Linked DNA regions of Mus musculus: regions 1, 2, 3, 5, 6 and 7 are each linked to region 4. The links are chromatin contacts, called in public Micro-C and promoter capture Hi-C maps. All regions are on one chromosome and are shown on one strand. The core of a region is the stretch at or near the end of the contact, and the rest is flanking DNA. Distances in the headings are between cores, read along the strand shown.

Evidence for each region. Promoter capture Hi-C pulls out the DNA fragments that hold promoters and counts their contacts. A called contact is a pair of places that touch in the nucleus more often than the background predicts.
Region 1: a promoter capture Hi-C map of liver shows a contact between it and region 4, with 2.5 times the contacts expected there. The contact joins the promoter of Exosc6 here to the promoter of Phlpp2 in region 4.
Region 2: a promoter capture Hi-C map of pre-B cells shows a contact between it and region 4, with 3 times the contacts expected there. The contact joins the promoter of Pdpr here to the promoter of Phlpp2 in region 4. A contact is called at or near these places in 2 of 39 promoter capture datasets (erythroid cells and pre-B cells) and 1 of 115 datasets of contacts at active chromatin or transcription factors (astrocytes).
Region 3: a promoter capture Hi-C map of hippocampal neurons shows a contact between it and region 4, with 2.3 times the contacts expected there. The contact joins the promoter of St3gal2 here to the promoter of Phlpp2 in region 4.
Region 5: a contact with region 4 is called in a Micro-C map of embryonic stem cells, with 6 times the contacts expected there. The contact joins the promoter of 9430091E24Rik here to the promoter of Phlpp2 in region 4. A contact is called at or near these places in 1 of 39 promoter capture datasets (hippocampal neurons) and 2 of 484 Hi-C or Micro-C datasets (embryonic stem cells and olfactory sensory neurons).
Region 6: a promoter capture Hi-C map of pre-B cells shows a contact between it and region 4, with 2.7 times the contacts expected there. The contact joins the promoter of Znrf1 here to the promoter of Phlpp2 in region 4. A contact is called at or near these places in 3 of 39 promoter capture datasets (hippocampal neurons, liver and pre-B cells).
Region 7: a contact with region 4 is called in a promoter capture Hi-C map of liver, with 3 times the contacts expected there. The contact joins the promoter of Rfwd3 here to the promoter of Phlpp2 in region 4. A contact is called at or near these places in 3 of 39 promoter capture datasets (erythroid cells, liver and pre-B cells).

Annotation. Positions count from the first base shown.
Region 1 is chr8:111,054,875-111,057,626 of GRCm38.p6, reverse strand. Exosc6 (exosome component 6) reads right to left here and starts at 1,288. Exons shown (of 1, transcript NM_028274.4): 1 at 1-1,288. The coding sequence starts at 1,256. The coding sequence ends at 435. Aars (alanyl-tRNA synthetase) reads right to left here. Exons shown (of 21, transcript NM_146217.4): 21 at 2,058-2,608. The coding sequence ends at 2,423.
Region 2 is chr8:111,093,198-111,096,280 of GRCm38.p6, reverse strand. It overlaps Pdpr (pyruvate dehydrogenase phosphatase regulatory subunit), which reads right to left and starts at 1,536. Exons shown (of 18, transcript NM_198308.1): 1 at 1,455-1,536.
Region 3 is chr8:110,918,341-110,921,304 of GRCm38.p6, reverse strand. It overlaps St3gal2 (ST3 beta-galactoside alpha-2,3-sialyltransferase 2), which reads right to left and starts at 1,440. Exons shown (of 7, transcript NM_009179.3): 1 at 1,200-1,440.
Region 4 is chr8:109,867,204-109,870,053 of GRCm38.p6, reverse strand. Phlpp2 (PH domain and leucine rich repeat protein phosphatase 2) reads right to left here and starts at 1,451. Exons shown (of 19, transcript NM_001122594.2): 1 at 1,337-1,451. The coding sequence starts at 1,435. It overlaps Gm17344 (a long non-coding RNA gene), which reads left to right and starts at 1,524. Exons shown (of 4, transcript XR_003947453.1): 1 at 1,524-1,758.
Region 5 is chr8:111,143,616-111,146,758 of GRCm38.p6, reverse strand. It overlaps 9430091E24Rik (RIKEN cDNA 9430091E24 gene), which reads left to right and starts at 1,261. Exons shown (of 3, transcript NR_040364.1): 1 at 1,261-1,355.
Region 6 is chr8:111,535,232-111,538,067 of GRCm38.p6, reverse strand. It overlaps Znrf1 (zinc and ring finger 1), which reads right to left and starts at 1,428. Exons shown (of 4, transcript NM_133206.4): 1 at 504-1,428. The coding sequence starts at 927.
Region 7 is chr8:111,298,639-111,301,706 of GRCm38.p6, reverse strand. Rfwd3 (ring finger and WD repeat domain 3) reads left to right here and starts at 1,485. Exons shown (of 13, transcript NM_146218.4): 1 at 1,485-1,572. The coding sequence starts at 1,527.

The DNA.
Region 1 (2,752 bases), core at 39-2,538, 1.2 Mb before region 4:
AGAAAAAACACAACAGATGTATTTCCAGTCATAAAATAGTTTTTATGTTTTACTCTGAGTAGTGAGAAGGCAAAGTCCCCTGGTCCATCCTCTCAAAAGAATCAGTTTATTATGTATTGGAGCCAATGGCTGGCCTGCACTGGGTCCATCTCCTACAAGACCATAGCCCCTTATCTCATTTACTAGGTAAATCCAGCCCAAGTCCTTTCCAACTTGGGAGTATGGCTGCTTTCAAATCTCTCCAACTGGATCGTGTTTCCAACGGCCTTTTAAACCTTTCCAACAGAGCTGTCCAGTGCTTTGGTTCTGTGCGCCCAACTGCCCCACTCTTCGTTTCTCAGCTCTGCGGAGTCAGGCGACCATCAGCGCTTGGTCCTTTAGGGAGAGAAGGGCGATAGCAGTCCTCGAATCCTCGTCGCTCCGGTTTTTTCCAATCAGGGTGGGGCGGCGGCACCCCTCCGGCGGGCAGCCCGCACCAAACACTGCTGCAGCACTGGGTAGAGGCGCTGGCAGCCCTCCAGGCCCAGGCGCACAGCATCGGTCCAACTCTCAGTCTGCCCGCCTTCCCCACTGCCCAGTAACCCGGCCACCTGATTGAGCACAGGCATGAGGGCCACCGTGAGACCGGCCGCGGAGTGCTCCTCCTCCAGCCGCGTGGGGTCCAGCAGCCAGGTCGGGGAGGGTCCCGGGGTGAGGCTCAGGCCGCAGCCCACCACCAGATCGTACATCTCCACTCCCGCGTCGGCCAGGGCGAGCGCGGCCGCGGTGAGCGCCGCGGCCAGCGCACAGCCGCCGTCCTCCAGCAGCAGCGCCGACACCTCGAGCTGAGCACGCGGGTAGCGCCCCAGGCGCACGGCGGGCTCCAGAGCCTCCTGTAGCGCCAGTCCCAGCTCGCGATCCTCCCCGCCGCCGCCCTGGGGCGCGCGACGCCGGCGACCGGAGAAGGGAGCGCGGCGGAAATCGCAGAGCAGGCGACCCCGGAGGGCAGCGGGAGCTTCCCCGCCCGCTCCCGCAGGGCCGCTGCCGCGCTCGCCGCCCTCGGCCTGCCGCGGACCGGACACGGCGCACAGCACCTTGGTCCCGCCCGCCTCCAGGTAGGCGGAGCCCTTGGCCTGGCTCAGCAGCCCGGCGCGCGCGTACACCGGGCGGAGCCGCGTCGGGTCGCGAGCAGCGGGCGTCTCGTCGTCTTCGGCCGCGTACAGCTGCGGCGGCTGAGACTCCTCCGGCCCGCGGATGCGGCGATGGTCTCCCGGCATGGCGGCTACCGGCGTGCGAGCTACTTCCGCCTGCTGGGCTGCCCTTGCGCACCCGGCTCTTCCGCTCGCTTAAAGATGCGCGCCCGCGCAGAGCCTATCGGGAGAGCGGTAGGTGTGCGCGCTGCCACCTAGCGGAGTGGAGGAAGAACGGCGAGGTATAGCTGGACTCCTATGCTGGTACTTTAGCTAGTCCTAAGGAACGGATCTGTTGTTATTCCTAGAAGTTTGCATTCAGACTGTTTCACATAAGCTTGCCCAAGGTGAGAGGTTTTTGTTTACTCGTGCAATTAGTCCTCTGGCTGCTTCAACACTTGTTTAATAAATGGACGGTATCTCTCTTTGTACAACTAGATATTTCTAACACTCTGAGGAACTGTCATAAGCAGACAGTATCTCTGCTTCCAGACCCTGCTGTTTGTAGATTCATACAAATTGCATTTTAGGGCTGGGCCAGGGTCTTGAACCTACTTTAGGTTAAAGCAGTAGGGGTGGGGCAGTTAGTAGGACACACCTACATGTTCATACTGCCTATATCAGTTGTCTGACCTCATATCAGCAGCCTCAAACAGGCATGTGGACAGGCATGGTGGAGGTTGTCCTAAGAGACTAAGAACAGTGGTTCTCCACTGGAAGCAACTCAGAATTATTTTCCTCCACCCTTCTATTGAATTTCCTGAACTTTCAGGAGTCTGGGAGTCTATTCGGTGATACCATCAACCAGAAACAGGCTGGAACCGTAACAGATATACAGGAGCCAGGGCTCACCTCAGGACAAGAAGCAGAGCGCATGACATCACCAAGTATTGCACATGGTCCTTTTTATTTTCTGCAGAGAAAAGGCTTCCTTCCTCTGCAGACCTAAAGCCTCAGGCTGGCAGAGTGACCTCATCTAGATGTGATCATGACGTTAAAAAGCATTCCTGGGTAGTGATTTTAGACAGATGGTGCTGACATGAATGGGCTCAGAGCAGTAATGGAGGGGGGCAATGAATCACAGGACAGCTCCAGGCGTGTTCCCATTACCGCTGGATCAGGACGGACAGGGCTGCTGAGAGGTCCCATGACTCCAATGTCTTCGTGGCGGGAGGAGAGCTCCTGGCTGAATTCCCGCCTTCGGACATGTCTGGTTGATGGCGAGTTGCTTTCCCGAGAGGGCTTCCCTCCCATCAGTTCTTCACATCTCCCAGACGGAGCTGGGCAAAGGAGGTAGCCAGCTGCAGTGCTTCCTGAAGGCAGCCCACGTTCTTGCCTGTGGCCTGGGCGGACATGTCCTTGCCACCGCCTTTACCATCCATCAGGCCTGAAACCTGCTGGACCCACTCGCTGGCTTTCAGTCCCCGGTTGGCTGCATTCTAGGAGATAGGAGGGGAAAATGGTAGTCAGAATGGGATTGAGGGGGGAATGGCAGGCGCCCCCAACATCCATTTGTATCATGTGTGATGCTACCACAGACTAACACTATAGCTGGCACAGGAGAGCAGCTATGGCTACTGCCA
Region 2 (3,083 bases), core at 287-2,786, 1.2 Mb before region 4:
CACAAGGAGGTAACAATCTTTAACTTCAGTTCCAGTGAATCCAATGCCTTGACTTTTGTGGACATCAAGCGTGGACATGGTGCACAAACGTACACATAGGCAAAACACTCATAAAATAAAATGTGATGAAGGGGTCTGGCAGTAAAAGCAAGCAAGTTTCACAGGAAAAGGAGGTAGAGCCAGGAAAACAGACACTGAAGACTGCAAACTCATTCAAAGGAAAGGTCAGGAAGTTTTGCATTTTCTTGAAATTCGTGAAAATTAACGGTATCTCTACTAGTAAGAGTAACTTCTAAACAGCCTTAAGACCCAGACTGATTGTGCTCGGATCCTACACCAACAAGCTCAATCCTGGAGCAGTGCTCACACCTGAAATTCCCACCACACTGGATACTGAAACAGGAGAAATGCCCAGGTTCCAGGTGAGCTGGGGCCACAGAGCAAGACTCTGTCTTTAAAAGGCAGTCACAGGGACAGTTCTAACAACTCCTGAATGCTTCCTCTGGTAACAGCATGAGCCACAGGTCACAAAGAATGAAGGCTGAATGTACATTGACGCATCTCCCACACATAACTCGGAGGAATCACCAGGGCAAGTTTACAAGCAACAGAATGACCCTCTGAACAGTTTGATCATGCAAGTTCAGGATGCTGTAATTTTCAACAAATGCACCGTTGGCTGAGAGAATTTAAGAAAAATTATACACGTCCCTGACGCCAAAAAGAGGACCCTTGGGCCGGACGTGGTGGCGCACGCCTTTAATCCCAGCACTTGGGAGGCAGAGGCAGGTGGATTTCTGAGTTCGAGGCCAGCTTGGTCTACACAGTGAGTTCCAGGACAGCCAGGGCTATACAGAGAAACCCTGTCTCGAAAAACCAAAAAAAAAAAAAAAAAAAAAAAAAAGAGGATCCTTAAAGGACGTCTTTATAACTAGACCCTCTACCACATCATCATCCCTACAAATCAAGATTGCATAAATGTTCGAAGTAGGCTTGGAGACCGTGGACTCGCACCTCGGGATCACACACAACTGTCACCCCAAGTCACCCACTGGAAACCCCACGGCCCTGACTAGGTCTCTGACAGGAGTCGGTGAAGCACAGCCGAGCCGCACATTACAAGGTGGGAAACCATTCCACCTGCAGAGACGCGGGGCCACCTCTGGCCGTGACAGCAGTGCGCGCGCGCCCGCCCGAGCCGCAGCCCGCCCCGAGGCCCGGTCCGCCGCCCTGGGAGAGCCGGCGCGCAGTCCCGGGACGGCGGGCGCGGCTCCCCGAGGCCCGCGCAGCTCCACTGGCTCAATCCCGGCGCCCGACCGGTGGCACCGCCTCAGAGACCCGGAGGGACGGCCGGGAGCCGGAGCCCAAAGCTCGGACGCCAGGGGCGTGCGGGGCGCAAGAGTTCGCGGGACCAGAAGGCCGCCCGGACCCGCGGGTCCTAGCCGGCTTCCTACCTCACGGGCCCGCGACTCGCGGGCAGCGCGCTCAGCAACGCCCGGCGGAAGTGAAGGGCAGCCCAGCCGCTGAAGAGGGTCTGCGCCGGCCGGAAAGGGGGCCAGGGCATGGGGACGGGGCGGGACGCGGAGCGCAGAGTTCCGGGACCGCGGGGGGCCTGCGACCTTCCGCGCTTTACGGCCCGCGGCAAGGGTAAGGCGGGCGCGCGCGCCGACGCGCCGTGACGTCACCGCGGCGGACCGGCCCGCACGTGCGCTTGTTTGGGTCTCGCCAGGCCCCGCCCCTCCCGCGCCACCTCCGCCTCCGCCTCCGCCTCCGCCTGGTTGACGACGAGTGTGCGGGGACCTGCCAACGTCCTCCGTCCCCGCTCCGGGTCTCCCGCCGGCCTCGGTGTGTGGGCAGTTCGGGTGATCGTCTGCCGCCAGGCCTGAGCTCCGATCCTGCGCGAGGGGTCCGCAGCCCAGAACCACATCTCTCTGCCCGTGGTCACCGTTGTCCGTCCCTGCACGTCGCTTAAGGCCTTTCAGTGCTTGGCTTGGGCAGAAGTTGTACTGTGGGCCTGGCCGCACCTTGGAGGCCGAATCAGCTGACCTTATTTCCCATCTTACTCCTTGCGGCTGCCCAGAGGGAAAGCATTGTTCACTGGAGCCTCAGAAACATCTTCTGCCTTCCATCCCCCCACCCCCGCCCCCAACTCTCAGCCACATCCCCTAGTTTCTTTCACAGCACTCGTTACTAGATTAAATATATGTGTCTCTACACTGGTGTAGACGTGGCCCTCAGATATCTTGAGGACCTAACCTTACTCAGGTGCAGCTTCTCAACACCTTCACCCCGCGCCTGGCGCACACCATCCAATCATCCTTCGCACAAGCAGCAAGCGAAATGGTGTGCTTTAGTTTAGCCTATCTTGTCTTATGAGCTAGTCTTGAACATTATTGCTAGGCTGTGTACCTTGGTGCTGTCTTGAGCGCTCTGACTAGGAACAAGAAGGCTTCAAGAATCTCCTTTTCATGATGTCATTCATTCCCCAGCTTGCTTAGTTTATACCCAACTCACTAGCCATGAATTTCTCCAAGACTGCCCAGATGAGAACTGACAGTAAGACTCAACTCTACCCGGTTCCTTTTTTTTTTTTTTTTTTTTAGTTTATTTGTTTTATTTAAGTTTATTTGTAGCTGGGCAGTGGTGGCACACGCCATTAAACCCAGCACTTGAAAGGCAAAGGAAGATGGATTTCTGAGTTCGAGGCCAGCCTATTCTACAGAGTGAGTTCCAGGACAGCCAGGGCCACACAGAGAAACCCTGTCTCAAAAAAACAAAACAAAAACAACCAAAAAAAAGTCTATTTGTTTTATTTATTTATTTATTTATTTATGTGTATGTTTTTATAGGCAAAGTCTCAGTCTAGGCTGGATTCAAATAGGTACAGAGGATGACTTAGCTCCTGGTCCTCCTGCCTCCACCTCCCAAGTGGCTTGCTTCACCACACATTCAGTTGCCCTTGTTCTCCTGAAACATTAAGCTCAAGACATTTGGAAGCCCCTAGTAGATGAATCCTTTCACATTTTTGGTTAAGTTTTTAATGATACCTATCCCCAAAAAATGAAAATGAAAAGACACTGACC
Region 3 (2,964 bases), core at 191-2,690, 1.1 Mb before region 4:
GAGATCACCGCCTGTAGGCACCGTACCTTCTTCCACAAAGCACTCAGGCAGGCATCCCCCACACCATCCCCCAGAAGGGGCAACCCTCCTCCAAAGTTAGCAGCAGGAGTCAGATTAGCTTAGAATGATGACCAGAGTCCTTCAATGTCACCATCTTCATAGAGGTAAACGGTCCCTTCCAACCCACACTTCTGAGCCCACCAAGCATGAGGACGGGATGGCCAAACAGTTTCTAGACATTTGTAGACAGGAGTATGGGTTACTGACAAGGAATGACTGACTACTTCCCAGGGGTCCCAGGGGTCCCTGAATTATTCTTAGTACACAGATGAAAAACAAGAGGCAACATGGGAGGAGATGGATGCAGTTGGCAAGAGAGAAGCAGAAAGGCTAACTTGAACGAGCAGCAAAAGGACTGAGACTCCTTTCCAGGTGGAGGGCTGTGCAAAGCAGGGACAACAGAAGTAGTGGAAGAACTAAACAGGGAACACTGGAGCTGTATATGGGGCTGGGAAGTTTGATTCAGTCACAGGGGCATGACTGGAGGGAAGTAACGTGTCTTATATGGCAAAGGATGGAAGGAACAAGAGGGACAAGGGACAGTGCTCAGGCCAGCGTCCAGAGAGGACGGGCACACCATGACCAAGTTTCCGGTGGGTTCATGCCTCAGTTTTTCCAAAGTAGGAAGGGGATCAAGCTGTCAGGTCTTATTAGAGAGAACTAGGCCACAGAGTGTGGCTAGGGGTCAGTGCCAGGTGGGGGAAAGGCCGAAGGGTAGAGGAAAGAAGTGAAGATGGTGCAGACAGCTTGTGACCAGGAGAAGTGGGGCAGGGGATTCCGGATGGAGCAGGTTCCCAAGCGCCCTAGGGCTGGAAGTACCAACACCTGGGGTGTGGAAGTGTGGACGAGGACAGAGAACTCCAAAGGCTGAGGCTGGGGGCTGCCAGCAAGGAGTGTTACAGGAGTGCCTGAAAGACTGGGAGTGGTTAGATATGCAGAAGCAGAAGACGGGGATCCCGATCGAGGCCAAGGCAATCGGACCCCCGCCCACACGGCGCCCAGACCCGAGGGAAGTTGCTGGGCTGGACCCGCTGGATCTGGGCCTCTGGGCCAAGCCCGCTGCCCGCACAGAAGACGGTAGGGGCAGCACGGGGCCCGGGGAGCCCCGCATCCCGCCCTCTCTCATCCCGCCCGCGCACCTCAGTCTGCGCTGGGCGCCGCGCGGGCCATGCTTGCCGCTCCTGCCGCCGCCTCCGCCCGTGCAGAGAGCTGCCGCCGCTGCCGCCGCCGCCGCCGCCGCCGCCGCCTCCCGCGCCTGGACCCGTTAGCTTCACCGCTCTCCAGTCCGCCAGCCTCGGGCCAGTCCCGCCCTTGCCTGGCCCTGCCCTCCCGGAGCGCCGCGGCTGCAGCTCAGCCCGGCCCCTCCCCCCACCCCTACCCAAGCTAAAGGGAAGGGTGGGGGAAGGGGGCGGGTGCCCCCTCCCCATTCACATCCTCCGGGGCTCTCCCCTCCCTCCTGTTCCCCCACCACCACTCGCTCAGGCATGCTGGGATATGTAGTCCAGCCTGGCAGGACCCGCCAGCATCGCTCTGCATATAGGACTATTGCTCCCAGAAAGCAATGCACTCCCATATCTGGGCTCATGGTCTTTGTAGTTCTGTCCGGATTTAGAGGGTTAAGGCACAGCACTAAGGGGCGTATTCTTCAGTTTCACAGCCACGCGACTCTGGGCTGCTGAAGCCTGGGAGGTGCAGTCTGCGGTACCCCAGCCGGGCTTTGGTACCTGGTTCATCAAAGGATGCGAGTAAGCTGAGGATGCCTCTCACACAGGACTGTGATCAACTGCGGCCAAGCCCAGCTCAAGGGAACTGTTTGTACTTGCTCTTGCCAAGAGCCACGACCTGAGCCAGCTGGGTTCATGCCCTGGCCCAGCAAGCTGCAACTGCAGTGAGGGCACTAGGTCCAGGCTGTTGAAAAGAGGGGCACCAGCAGCGATGTGGAAATAGGGTTTGCCACTATGTGACTGGGCACCTCACATTGCAAACTGTCTTGCTTGTAGGCACCCTACAGCCTTTATCCATTAGGGCATCTCTTGACTTCAGACTTCTGACTCTTAGATGCCTATTCTCTAGGGTAACATGCACACATTTTAAATATTTATCCACATCAGTGTTAGGCAATCCTTTCCTCAACTTTCAAACCAAGCTCCAAAACCATTAGGAAGTTCCTAATTGATGACACATTCAGTCTCCAAATGTCTCTGACTGACCAATGATACTCAAACGACTTCTGGTTCATTAGTTCTGGGACCCTAGAATTTTAAGTGTGTTCGTTCTTTCTCTTATTATGTAACCCAAGGTAGTCGTAAATTCCCTTTGTAAGCCAGGCAGGCCCGCCTGGAATCCATGATGGATTCTCTTGCCTTAGCCTCCTGAGGGTTGTTATTATGGACACTGAGCCATCACACCCTGCAATGAATCTTTTGGGTTCAGACTCCATCACAGAAAGCCTGACCTAAGATTGAACTCGAGTAAACTAACAGACCAGTACCTAGCACCGGTTTCCAGGTTACTCCCCAACAAATCTGCACCCCCCAGGTTACAAGCCCGCCCCCTGGCACTTCACTTTCTAACAACCACCAATCAGGAGGAAAGCAGAAGTTAAGTTTATGGTTTGACTTCCAGCATTAAAGGCCATCATTCCGCCCGTCGTCCCTCCCCCGCCCCCCCCAATCAGATGTGTACCAGACTAGAGACCCACTTCTTGCCTCTAAAAATGCTTGCCTGAAACTAGGTTCAGGGCTCCACTTTCCTACTGTGTCAGCGTTGGTAAGAGACAGGGGGGGGGGGGGAGCTCAAGCTTAAATAAAGAGACTCTAATGCGATTGCATCTGATTTGGCTCCTTGATAGTCTTTTCGGGATTCACGAATGCTTCCTGGCACAACACTACAGCTCAGGAGAAT
Region 4 (2,850 bases), core at 202-2,701:
TTGAGTAAATTCCAGTGTAGGTAACAGTGTAGGTAACAGTTATGAAGTTAGTCTAAAGTAAACTATGCATTAACACTGGGAGGTGCCAGAAAATAAAATTTCAGTCTACTGAGTATTGGTTTTATGAATTCACTAAGTACAACAAATAAATTTTTCTGCTGCTTCCATCTTTGTGCTACTTTACTAATAATCTTAATAAAAGGAAATATTACTCAACAACAATCTCATTTAATTACTTAAGGTTTGCTTTTAACATTAAGTATCTTCGATGTTTGGCAGACTGGTTTCGAAACACATTAAATCTTAATTTTCTTCCCCTTCTTTGGCAAGTTTTAAATCCTGCCAATTGCTCTTCTAGAACTCTAGAGGAATTCCATTCCACTATTCCAGTTCGTTTATATACTGAACCTACAGAAAAAAATGTCTCTGCACTATTTCAGAGGTTAGTAGAGAACTCCACCCAGTTAGCCACCTTTTAGCCATCTCTGCTGACCTCACCTCAGCTCACCTTCTGCATTCTTCCTGCATAGAAACTTCTTGTCATCACTCACCTTCAAGGCTCCACTCCCCTTTCCCCTGCATCTGTTTTCCTATCCTCCTACTCCCCTGATTCTACCAAAAAGCCCCGCTTAGCTGCCTGTTGCATAACGGCTCCCCCACTGCCTTCTCCCCGGATTGTCAGCCAAGCAGGAGTGCCCCTTCGGGCTCTGCTCTCCCACCCCCGCCCCCCAAACCCTGCAACACGCCCAGCAGGTCCACAGGCAGCAGATCCTCCGGGACTGTCCCCCGAGCGGGAAGCGCGGGGTGTTGCGTCTTGGAGCCGAGAGCCGGTTCGGAACTCCCGCAGCCAGTCCCGAGGGCAGCGTGGCCGCTCCCGCCGGCGCAGCCCGCGCACACCGCGGCGCCTGGCCAATCGCCGCCGCCATCCTCCAGCTGGGGTGATGTCTTCAGGTGTCCGCCGAGTCCTGCGTACTCGCCGCCTGACTCCCGCCAGGCGCGGCCGGCCCTCGGAGCCCCCCGGAATCCGTCCCGGGGCCCCGGGCTAGGCCCAGCGAGGAGACTGAGGTCCCGGGGATGCGGGGAGGAAGGAAGGTGGGGGCAGCGGCTGCCCGAAGGCGTGGGCCTGCCGGGCGGCGGTCAGGGATGGACAGCGCCGGGGACCAGGGCGGCGGAGGCCAGGGCGGGGGCGCGGCCCGGAGGCCCCACAGCAGGCCCGCGGCGGCCCGGCCAAGTGCAAGCGGCCCAGGGACGCAGGGCGGGGGGCGCCCGCCGCCTCGGGCAGCTTAGCGAAGGCGGCCACAGCCCTCTTGCTTCCTCCCTCTCCCTGCCGTCTCACCTTTAGGACCCGAATCCCTCCGGGCCGGCGAGGCGCCGCCGCTTCAGGTGGCTCCGGGGGCTCCAGCGGGCCCGCGGGCACGGGCTCCACCTCCCCCATTGGCGGCCAAGGATTTACAGAGACGCCCGGCCCGGCGCGACAGCGCGAGCCTCGGAGGCGCGCGCGAGCAGCGGGAGGCCTCGCCCCTCCGCCTAGACCCCGCCCCTAACCAAGACGCTCCGCCCCCTTCGGTCCCTCCCCGACCCGCTGGACCTGCGTAGTCGTCAGCCTGGCGAGGCCGGAGTAGAATTGTGGGAGGCTGGCGCCACTGCAGGCGGAGTAAGCCTCTGCTGCGCTCCACCCTGAGCTCCTAGGACCAGGGCGCAGGGAGAGCAATTTGGTACTTTCTGGATCCTCCAAGAAGCGGCCAGAGGAAGTGACAGGTAAGGCCTGCACCTGTTAAAATAGACAAGATACAACCCTCCACCATGGGCGGCGCTGGAATTCTCCATCCAAGACGCTTCCTGCTCCCAAATGTGTCTTGTCCCCTGGCACCCACTGGGGGTGAAAGAACTGTTGCTTATACTCACCTCTTAGGGATAGCTGGCGACCTTCTTCATCAAACCACCTCAAGTACACTAAGCTTTCCAGGCACAGTTCAGTGTCCTTTTCCTGTAATCAAAGTATCAGATTTCCTTTCTCGTCCTCAACCACTCAACCAGTAACATGGTGTGTAAGCCCGCTTTCTATTTTGCAAGTCTTAATTCACCTATTTTAAAAGCTGACTCTTTTTGTTCCTGGAGTGAAAGATAGTTTTGTGGTTAGTGGGCCAAATTATAAGTCTGCCTAATTCCAATTCCAAATCTCAATTGTACTCTTTTTTTTTTTTTTTTCTTTTGGTTTTTCGAGACAGGGTTTCTCTATGTAGCCTTGGCTGTCCGGGAACTCACTTTGTAGACCAGGCTGGCCTCGAATTCAGAAATCCGCCTGCCTCTGCCTCCCAAGTGCTGGGATTAAAGGCGTGGGTCACCACACCCCGTTAATTATACTCATTATTAGATCTATACATTCTATACATGTACAAATTACTTGATCTAATTCTTTCGGATTTTTTTTTTTTTTGAGACAGAAAATTACACATAGCCCAGGCAGACCCGAACTCACTATATAGCCAAAGCTGGCCCTGAACTTTTAGAGTCTCCTGTCTCCACCTCCCCAGTGCAGATGTGCACCACTATGCCCAGCTTCAGGTGGGTCTTCCGTGTTGTTATGGGTATTAAGTCTATGCAACACAACACGTGTATGACTGATGATAGAGGCCAGAAGACAGTGTCGGATCCTCTGGACCTGGAGTTATAGATGGTTGTAAATTGACAGGTGAACTCTGGGAGTTGACCCTGGGTTCTCTGGAAGAGCAGCCAGTGCTCTGAACCACTAAGCCATCTCTCTAGACCCTTGCGTTGGTTCTTAAGGAGTGAATGAACTAGATTAACATCTGCCTGGCCATTATCAAGGTGGATTGGACAGAACAAAGA
Region 5 (3,143 bases), core at 12-2,511, 1.3 Mb before region 4:
AAACCAAAAAGGGTCTCACTTAGCTCAGGCTAACCCCTAACTCCCTACATAGCCAAGGATAATGTAGAGCGCGGGTCTCAACCTTCCTAACGCTGTGACCCTTTACTACAGTTCCTCAACTTGTAGTGACCCCCAACCAAAAATTAATTTTCAATGTTAGTTCATAATTGTTATGAATTGTAAATATTTTTGGAGACAGAGATTTGCCAAAGGAAATGCCCACAGTCTGAGATCCTGCTGCCTGCACCTCTGTGAGTGACATCACGCTGGGTGTGGGCAGTGCTGGGAACCAACCCCAGGACTCCAGTCATTTTAAGCCCATAATTTGTAAACTTATGAATTAAACAACCATCACAATAATGTAGTTTTAGAACATTTTACAAAGCCTGGAAATATCTGTGTGTGTCCTTTTATGTTTATTTTTATGTTGTCCAGGTTAAACAAATGGGCTCAAGCCAGCCGCCTATCTCAGCCCCGGAGGGGTTGGGACTACTATATTTCTTTTACTTAAAACATTATTTTTGGGGCTGGAAAATGGATCAGTGATTAAGAGGACTTATTGACTATTCTTCCCAAAGACACACATGTGATTCCTAGCACCCACATGGCTTCTAACAATCATGTCTAACTCTGGTTCTAGGGGATGTGACATTCTTGGCCTTCTCGGGCACTGCATGTATGTTAGACACAGACTTGCTGACACAAGCTGACCAGACAGCTACACATAAAAGTATTCCATTTTGCCTGGCGGCAGACGGTCACCCTAACTGCCCACACTGGGTCGAGGCTCTGGCCCGGATCCGATGCCCGGGCTCTAGGCACACACGGAGGCCGGCCTGAGGCCGGTGGCGGCTCTCCTCACTCTCGTCGCCATCCAGGCAGAGGCGGAGGCGGAGGCGGCCACGGGTTCTGGGCTGCGGACCCCTCGCGCAGGATCGGAGCTCAGGCCTGGCGGCAGACGATCACCCGAACTGCCGACACACGGAGGCCGGCGGGAGACCCGGAGCGGGGACGGAGGGCGGTGGCCGCTCCCTGCACACTCGCCGTCATCCAGGCGGAGGCGGAGCGGGAGGGGCGGGGCCTGGCGAGACCCAAACAAGCGCACGTGCGGGCCGGCCCGCCGCGGTGACGTCACGGCGCGTCGGCGCGCGCGCCCGCCTTACCCTTGCCGCGGGCCGTAAAGCGCGGAAGGTCGCAGGCCCCCGCGGTCCCGGAACTCTGCGCTCCGCGTCCCGCCCCGTCCCCATGCCCTGGCCCCCTTTCCGGCCGGCGCAGACCCTCTTCAGCGGCTGGGCTGCCCTTCACTTCCGCCGGGCGTTGCTGAGCGCGCTGCCCGCGAGATGCGGGCCCCTGAGGTAGGAAGCCGGCTGGGACCCGCGGGTCCGGGCGGCCTTCTGGTCCCGCGAACTCTTGCGCCCCGCACGCCCCTGGCGTCCGAGCTTTGGGCTCCGGCTCCCGGCCGTCCCTCCGGGTCTCTGAGGCGGTGCCACCGGTCGGGCGCCGGGATTGAGCCAGTGGAGCTGTGCGGGCCTCGGGGAGCCGCGCCGGCCGCCCCGGGACTGCGCGCCGGCTCTCCCAGGGCGGCCGACCGGGCCTCGGGGCGGGCTGCGGCTCGGGCGGGCGCGCGCGCACTGCTGTCACGGCCAGAGGTGGCCCCGCGTCTCTGCAGGTGGAATAGTTTCCCACCTTGTAATGTGCGGCTCGGCTGTGCTTCACCGACTCCTGTCAGAGACCTAGTCAGGGCCGTGGGGTTTCCGGTGGGTGACAGTTGTGTGTGATCCACGGTCTCCAAGCCTACTTTGCATGATGTCCGTGGGTGGGCGAGGGCCGCTGGCAGGGAGCAAGGCCAGAGGTCAACTTTGAAAGCCACAGGGATTTGCATCACTTTAAAAAACTAACTTCATATTTTTAATATTTACTGGCTTTGTTTGTGTGTAAGGTAGAGGTCAGTAGAGAAATTGGGGATGCGTTTCTCTCCTCCAGATGAATCCAGGGATCGTTCCTAGCCGATCAGTCAAGTACCCAGGTTTTTTGACTTTTACCCGCTAGCCATTTTTGTGGGCCCAACTCTCTGAAGCTCTCTTTTTTTTTTCTTTTTTTTTCTTTTTTTTTGGTTTTTTGAGACAGGGTTTCTCTGTACAGCCCTGGCTGTCCTGGAACTCACTTTGTAGACCAGGCTGGCCTTGAACTCAAAAATCCGCCTGCCTCTGTCTCCCAAGTGCTAGGATTAAAGGCGTGCGCCACCACGCCCGGCTCTGAAACTCTCTTGATACCTCCTAATGCACCTGTTGAAAAAATAAAAATCTGCAGTCGGGCTGGAGAGATGACTCAGTGATTAAGAGCACTTCCAGAGGTTCTGAGTTCAATTCCCAGCAACCACATGGTGGCTCACAGCCATCTGTAATGGGATACCCTCTTAACGGTGTGCATGAAAACAGTGTACTCATATACAGTAAATAAATAAAAGGAAAATCTGCAGTCTGGACCAGTTGGGTCACAATGTCCAGCAGGTTCTGTCCTTCCTTCCCCATTCGTTCATCCATCCATCCATTTTAACATAGAGTCTCACTAGTAACCCTGGTTTACCTGGAAGGCAGAGAGTCACCACACAGGCCTTCGGTTGGTAAGCAAGTGTCCTGTGGGGTTCTGTTGTGTGGGGGAGTGTGGCCGTCCACCTGTCTTTTTGACCAGCAACCCATCTGTGGTTAAAGCCAAACAGAAGAAACTCTGGAGTCACTTCAGTGCTGCCCCTTTGCTGGGGTTGATTTAAGAGGAGCCCAACAGAAACAGCCTGGGTTGTTTGGCAGAAGTTGTTTTAACTGAGAGTTTTACAGTTACTCTCAAGGACTTTTTAAAGGGTGTCCATTGCTTTAAGCTTACTGCCTTTTATCTTCTGCATCTCCGGTGTCACTGGCGTGATTACCCTCGTTGCTGTTGAGGTTTCTTTGGCTTTGACATTCAGCCTGCTGGAGAAGACTCCAGAGCCTCCCTTTGCTTCTTGCTATTTGGTTTAATCCCTTCTGCTCTCACCTAGTCACTGTTGTAGGTCAAGATGAACACTAAACCAACAGTCTGTCAGGCTGGGCTTTTGACATGGTTTATTTCCTCCTGAAACTCATCTGTTGCTGTTTCTTCTGCCATGT
Region 6 (2,836 bases), core at 179-2,678, 1.7 Mb before region 4:
TTAAACAATTGATACAGCAAACCAGTCGGGTGGAAAAACAAACCACCTCCCTTTCCTAGCGAGAATAAGAACCCTAATCCAAGAATCACTCGCCCCTAGTTTTATTTCTTTTCTCACTCTTTGTTTAGGAGACACTACCTCCTTAACCAGAAAGGTAGGTACCATGCTGCAGCGGCAGAAATGAAGAGTCTCAGACAAGAAGACCTTTGAGGATCATGACGCTAATAAATGCGACCTCAATAGGCAGGTTTCACTCAGCCATCCACAAGTGAACACATGCCTGCAGTCCTAAGGTACCCGGCTCCACACGCCTAGTAGGCAGCTTTCCCCCTAGGCAGTAGTTATCTTATTTGATCCTATTCATCCTCTGACATGGAAGGAACCAGGGGAAGGGCAGGAGTTAGCTTCATACCCATACCTTAGCACATTAAGAGGTTTCGGGCGCCCCGGCGCGCCCTCCCTTGCACTCCACCCTTCAAGGCCTCCGTCACCCGCGGACTCACCACTGTGCGAGCTGAACCACCTGGGTGCGATGTGCAGAGGTAGAGCATCCGCCAGCGAGGCTCGGGAGCCCAGGTACAGCATCCCGTCTCTATGGTGACCGCCGCCGGTCTCTTGGTAACCATTGCCGTGGGCATAGGTGGAGTCCGACGTGGACCCTCCGCCGCCCGGCGCCCTCTCGGAGTCGCCGGTCCCGCGGGAGGCGGGGGTGTAGAGACTAAAGGGCACCCCTCCGGCCGTGCTGGGGTCCATGCCCATGCCCGCCACCGAGCTGACCGAGCGGCTGCGCAGCCCCATCGCCCCGCCGCCCGTCCGGTAGTGCCCAAAGTGGGGCGCCCCTCCCGGCGGCGGCACGGCGCTGTCATCCGTAGAGACCCCCGGGAAGGGGCCCCGAGAGCGGGCCGCCGTGCTCTGCTTGCCCCCCATGTTCGCCGGGGCCCCGGTGGGGCGGGAACGTGGAGGCTGAAACCCTCCCCCACTACTCAGAAGCGGGTGGAGGTCTGGGCGAACATAAAGGCGGAGGGTTGGGGTTGGGGAGAGTCACAAAAGAGCCCCGAGGGGAGAAAAATGAAAAAAGGTGAGGGGGGGAATCCTCAAAAAAAATCCGCGGGGTGGAAAAAGCAAGCGAGCGGGGACCCCAAACTAAGAATTTCAAACTGTCCAAGCCGAATGCATGTTCCCCTTAAGGTCCGAAGAAGCGCGGTCCAGAGCCGGCGCCTCGCGCCACAGGCCGCCCCCGGGCTCCGGAGCCTAAGGAGCCGCAGCGAAGGGAGGGAGGAGCCGGAGGAGGCCGCTCGCCCGCAGCAGGAAGCGGCGGAGGCTCCGGGCGCCGCGCCGTTCGCGTCCCCCGTCTCAGGACTCCTCAGCCCGCGCCGGCGGCCCTCACTCCTCCAGGCTTCGGGAGGGCTCGCGGCGGTGGGGCAGCCAGGCGGAGCTCTGGAAGCCGCGGTCGCGTGGCGTCGCGCTCCGGCTCCAGCCGCCGCCGGCCCCGCCAGCCAGCCGCACCGCCCCGCTCCGTCCCGGGCTGCGCTCGCCGGCGCTCCTCGCCGCCGTGGAGACAATGGAGGGCGGCAGAGCGCACGCGCGGCCCGCGCCCCCTCCCTCCTCCCGCACCCCCCCCCCCGCCGGGTTAACCCCTTCGCGGCCCCTGCGGCGCAGCAGCGAGCTGCGGCCTTGGAGGTCCCCACCCACCTACCGCCTGCGCCCCGGGCGGTCCAGGGACAGGACGTCTCCAGCCGCCGGGCGTCTGCGACAGAGGTCAGACTTCCTCTGGATCACAGCTCTGCTGGAGTCGCGGCGAAAGTCGAATCAATGTCTTCAAAACGAGACCCTGAGTGGGGGGAGGGGTAACGACGGTTTTAGCGGGTAGGAAGGAAACACCGAGAAGAAAGAAAAACCAACTAATAAAGCCTACCTGGGTTTGAAGGGTCACTGGGGGAGCTCCCCTCCCGCCACAGACCTGCCCTCACAGCACCCTCTGGTGGATATGCTGTCCATTCGTTTGGAGGTTCTCCATCCAAGGACCCCAGCCAACCTTAGGAAGTTTAGCATGGGGGGCGGGGGGGGGGGGGGAGGAGGGAATCAGCTTGGACCCAAACACATTTGGGATTAGCTGTTAGGAGATACAACAGTGCCCCAGTGGCGCCTAGACTTTGCTGTCGTTAGATCAGAACCAACTATTTGGGTCTGAATCGATTCCTTAGGCTAGAATATAATCCTCAAAATCAATAGGTGGATTAAAAAAAAAAAAAAAGTAAGAACCATGCAGCGGGAAAGCTGTTTTAGAAACTCCTTGCCCAAGGCCGATTGCTGTTTTGTTTATCATGTATTTTGACATAGAGCCATATTTTGACATAGAGCCACAAGGCAAGGGCACAGTACTCAATAAATATTTGTTGACCAAATTGCATTTTGCAACAGAGACTCACCTTGCCAGGTCAGTCCCAGTCTTTCTCATATTTTCACTTTGCTTATTCTTTGAGCAAATAATTTTTCAAGTGCTCAGCTCTGAGCACCGTAAGCATCACCCAGTCACTAACCTGACCTTCTCTTGTCACTCTGTCAAGTGGGCTCCGTGCTTCCGAAAATGGAATTGGAGGGAGATTTAAAGGGGCTAATAGACTTGTCTCTTCCAGTGTGACTAGCCTGGAAGGCCACAGAAAGATGGTTGTTTGCAAGCACAGAGTGCTGGGGGTGAGCTAAAAGCTTCGAACAAGCTGGGCAGTGGTGGCCTATGCCTTTAATCCCAGCACTTGGGAGGCAGAGACAGGAGGATTTCTGAGTTCGAGGCCAGCCTGGTCTACAGAGTGAGTTCCAGGACAGCCAAGGCTATACA
Region 7 (3,068 bases), core at 236-2,735, 1.4 Mb before region 4:
CGTGGTGGCGCACTCCTTTAATCCCCGCACTCGGGAGGCAGAGGCAGGCAGATTTCTGAGTTCGAGGCCAGCCTGGTCTACAAAGTGAGTTCCAAGGCAGCCAGGGCTATACAGAGAAACCCTGTATCGAAAAACAAACAAACAAACAAACAAACAAAAATCCTTTCTCCTTATTTTAGCCACTCGGGACACCAGCAGCAGCTTGTTCTGATAGCAAGAAAAGGGAAAGGATAACTGTCGGTACACGGGGAACTGAAGAAGTGGCTCACAGGTAGAAAACTGGCTGCTAGTCCCCAGGCTCCGTTCCCAGCACTTACTTATTTTCTGTATATGAGTACACGGTTGCTGTCCTCAGACACACCAGTAGAGGGCACCAGATCCCACTGATGTTTGTGAACCACCATGTTCCTGGGAATTGAACTCAGGACTTTTGGAAGAGCATTACAGTGATGTTAACCACTGAGCCATCCCCTCAGCACTGTGAAGAGGGCTTTTGGGTTGTTTGTTTGTTTGTTTGTTTGTTTAAAGACCTTTAAGTAAGATTTCCTTCTTCAGAAACATGTTTGGAAAATCTTACGTGACAATTTATATTTCCAAGCCATTTATCATAGTAGTTTTCAAGTTGAAGACATTGTGCAAGATTTAAAAAAAAAATTTTTTTTTCCGACCATTGCGGACAAGTTGCTCAACCCAATGAGAGACTCTACAGGCTCTGGAACTCTGGGGACAAACTTTTAAAATCATCGATAAACTCTTTAATAAAACCTTAGGAAGAAGCAGGGGAAGTCACTTTTAAAGAATTATTTATTTATTTTATGTATATGAGTACACTGTTGCTGTCTTCAGACACACCAGAAGAGGGCATCTGATCCCATTACAGGTGGTTGTGAGCCACCATGTGGTTGCTGGGACTTGAACTCAGAACCTCTGAAAGAGCAGTCAGTGCTCTTAACCACTGAGCCATCTCCCCAGCCCCCGGGAAGTCACTTTTAACATTTTCTTTCTTTCTTTATTTTCTTTTCTTTTTTTGGTTTTTCGAGACAGGGTTTCTCTGTATAGCCCTGGCTGTCCTGGAACTCACTTTGTAGACCAGGCTGGCCTCTGCCTCCCTGAGATTAAAGGCGTGAGCCATCACCGCCCGGCCACTTTTAACATTTTTCACTCTCAGTAGAAGAGGAAGGGGAAAAAAAAAAAAAAAAAAACCAACTCTCTTCCTCAGGGCTTCTTCCCGCCGAACAGTTCAAAGGAAGGGGCGCGAGATGGCGGACTCCGCACGACTACCAATTGCAGGAGGCGCCTTGGCCGGAGGTTCTCGCCCAGAAATGTATCAAAGGCTGACCAATGAGGGCGCCACTATTTCAGCTGGCGGCGACCGACGGAAGAAGAAGAGAAGAGATTGGTCGCCGTCCGCAGTGGCTGGCCAATAGGAGCTCGCCGAGCCGCGGCTCCAGCGGGGGCGCCTCAGGGTCCAGAAGAGCTGCTGGGCGCGGGCGGAGCGGGTGCGCAGTAGGGGATGCGCGGTAACGATGGCCGAAGTCGCGGTCGGCCAGGCGTCCGACTTGGTCCCCTCAGGTGAGGCTGCTCCCTGCTTCTTCTCCGCCCTGGGGGCCTCTGGATGCGGGTGGTGGTCCCTTGCTCTGCGGCTGCTCACGGGGCCCAGCGAGGTGGGCGGAGGGCGCGCTGGGAGCTCGGCGGTCTCCTTCGGTCCGGCCTGAGGACCTCGACCTTCTTCCTCCTCCTTTCCTGAGGAATGGGGGGTGGGGGAGAGCTCGGGAGGAGCTGAGACGGGGCTCGGCTCGCACCGATTGCGGACCCTCCACGGAGTCGTTCTCCGGGTGCTTCCCGCGCGGGTCGAGCCCCGGTGACTGACTCTTTGACCCTTGTCGCTCGCTGTTTTAACTTTTATCACCGCAGCGGAACTGCGACCGAAGGATATTTTCATTCTCCTCTTCCTGCGGGGAGGCGGGCGTGGGCAGACAGGTTAGGAAACTTAACTTTGGTTCCGCAGCTACTAACAGGGCGAGCCTGGATACGAACCCGGGTCTGACTGAATCCCCGCGGGCTCCCGGCGACCTGTTTATTGGGGCAGCCGTCGCTCCCGCCTTCTGTGTTTATCGAAACCAAAGCTTAGCAAGGGTGGGGGGCAGAGGTGGAGTTCACGGTCTGAGGGCCGCTGACTTTTCGGGGCCATCGGACTAGCGTTTGTGTCACTTAAAGAAGGGGCTCATACGAGCACGAGCCCAGGATTTGGGGAACGTGTTTTGTTTTTGGATGTGTGTGTGTGTGTGTGTGTGTGTGTGATTGAGGAACTAAATTGTAAACTTTAAATAGCAGCCTGTAAGAAGCACTGTTCAGAGAGGACAGTTAAGTGCATCTAGACCTAACTTAGGCATGCTTATTTGTGACAGTCCCCCTCTGGAATCCGGACTGCTCTCAAACTTGAGGCAATCCTCCTCTCTCTCTCTAATGATGGAATTACAGTTTTGAGGAAATATGCAAGGAGTATGGGGGGGGGGAGCTATTTTTAAAAGATAATTCTTGTGAGGATGTCGTTAAACTTTAGAGCCATATTAAAAGCATCAGTTCACATATTTTTGAGTAGTGAAGAGCTTAATTTTTAAAGCCTATCACCTTTTTTGCATAAAAATTTAAAATTGATAAGATTCTTTTCTAGAAGTCTGCTAGAGTTTTAGTAGTGAACAGCTCCTGGTATATTCTTGATTGTAGCTTTTGGTTTATCATTTTGGACTTTTTTTCCTTGTGTTTTTGAGAAGTGGAAGACACGATCAGTATTATTTAGCACCAGCAGTGACAGTCAATGGATGCTGTGTGAACTTCACTGCTGTTACCTTCTAGTTGAAATCAGAACTGGTTGCTCTCTAGACATGCCATGGAAGGAAGTTTTATTTTAAAATACTGAACAGTGCTAAAAATTAGAATAAGAAAAAAAACCTGCATTTATTACTCAGGTCTAATGAATCTTAGACTTTATTTTTTAGTTAATTAAATTTATTTCTTAAGGGCTGGAGAGATGGCTCAGTGGTTAAGAGCCACTAACTGCTCTTCCA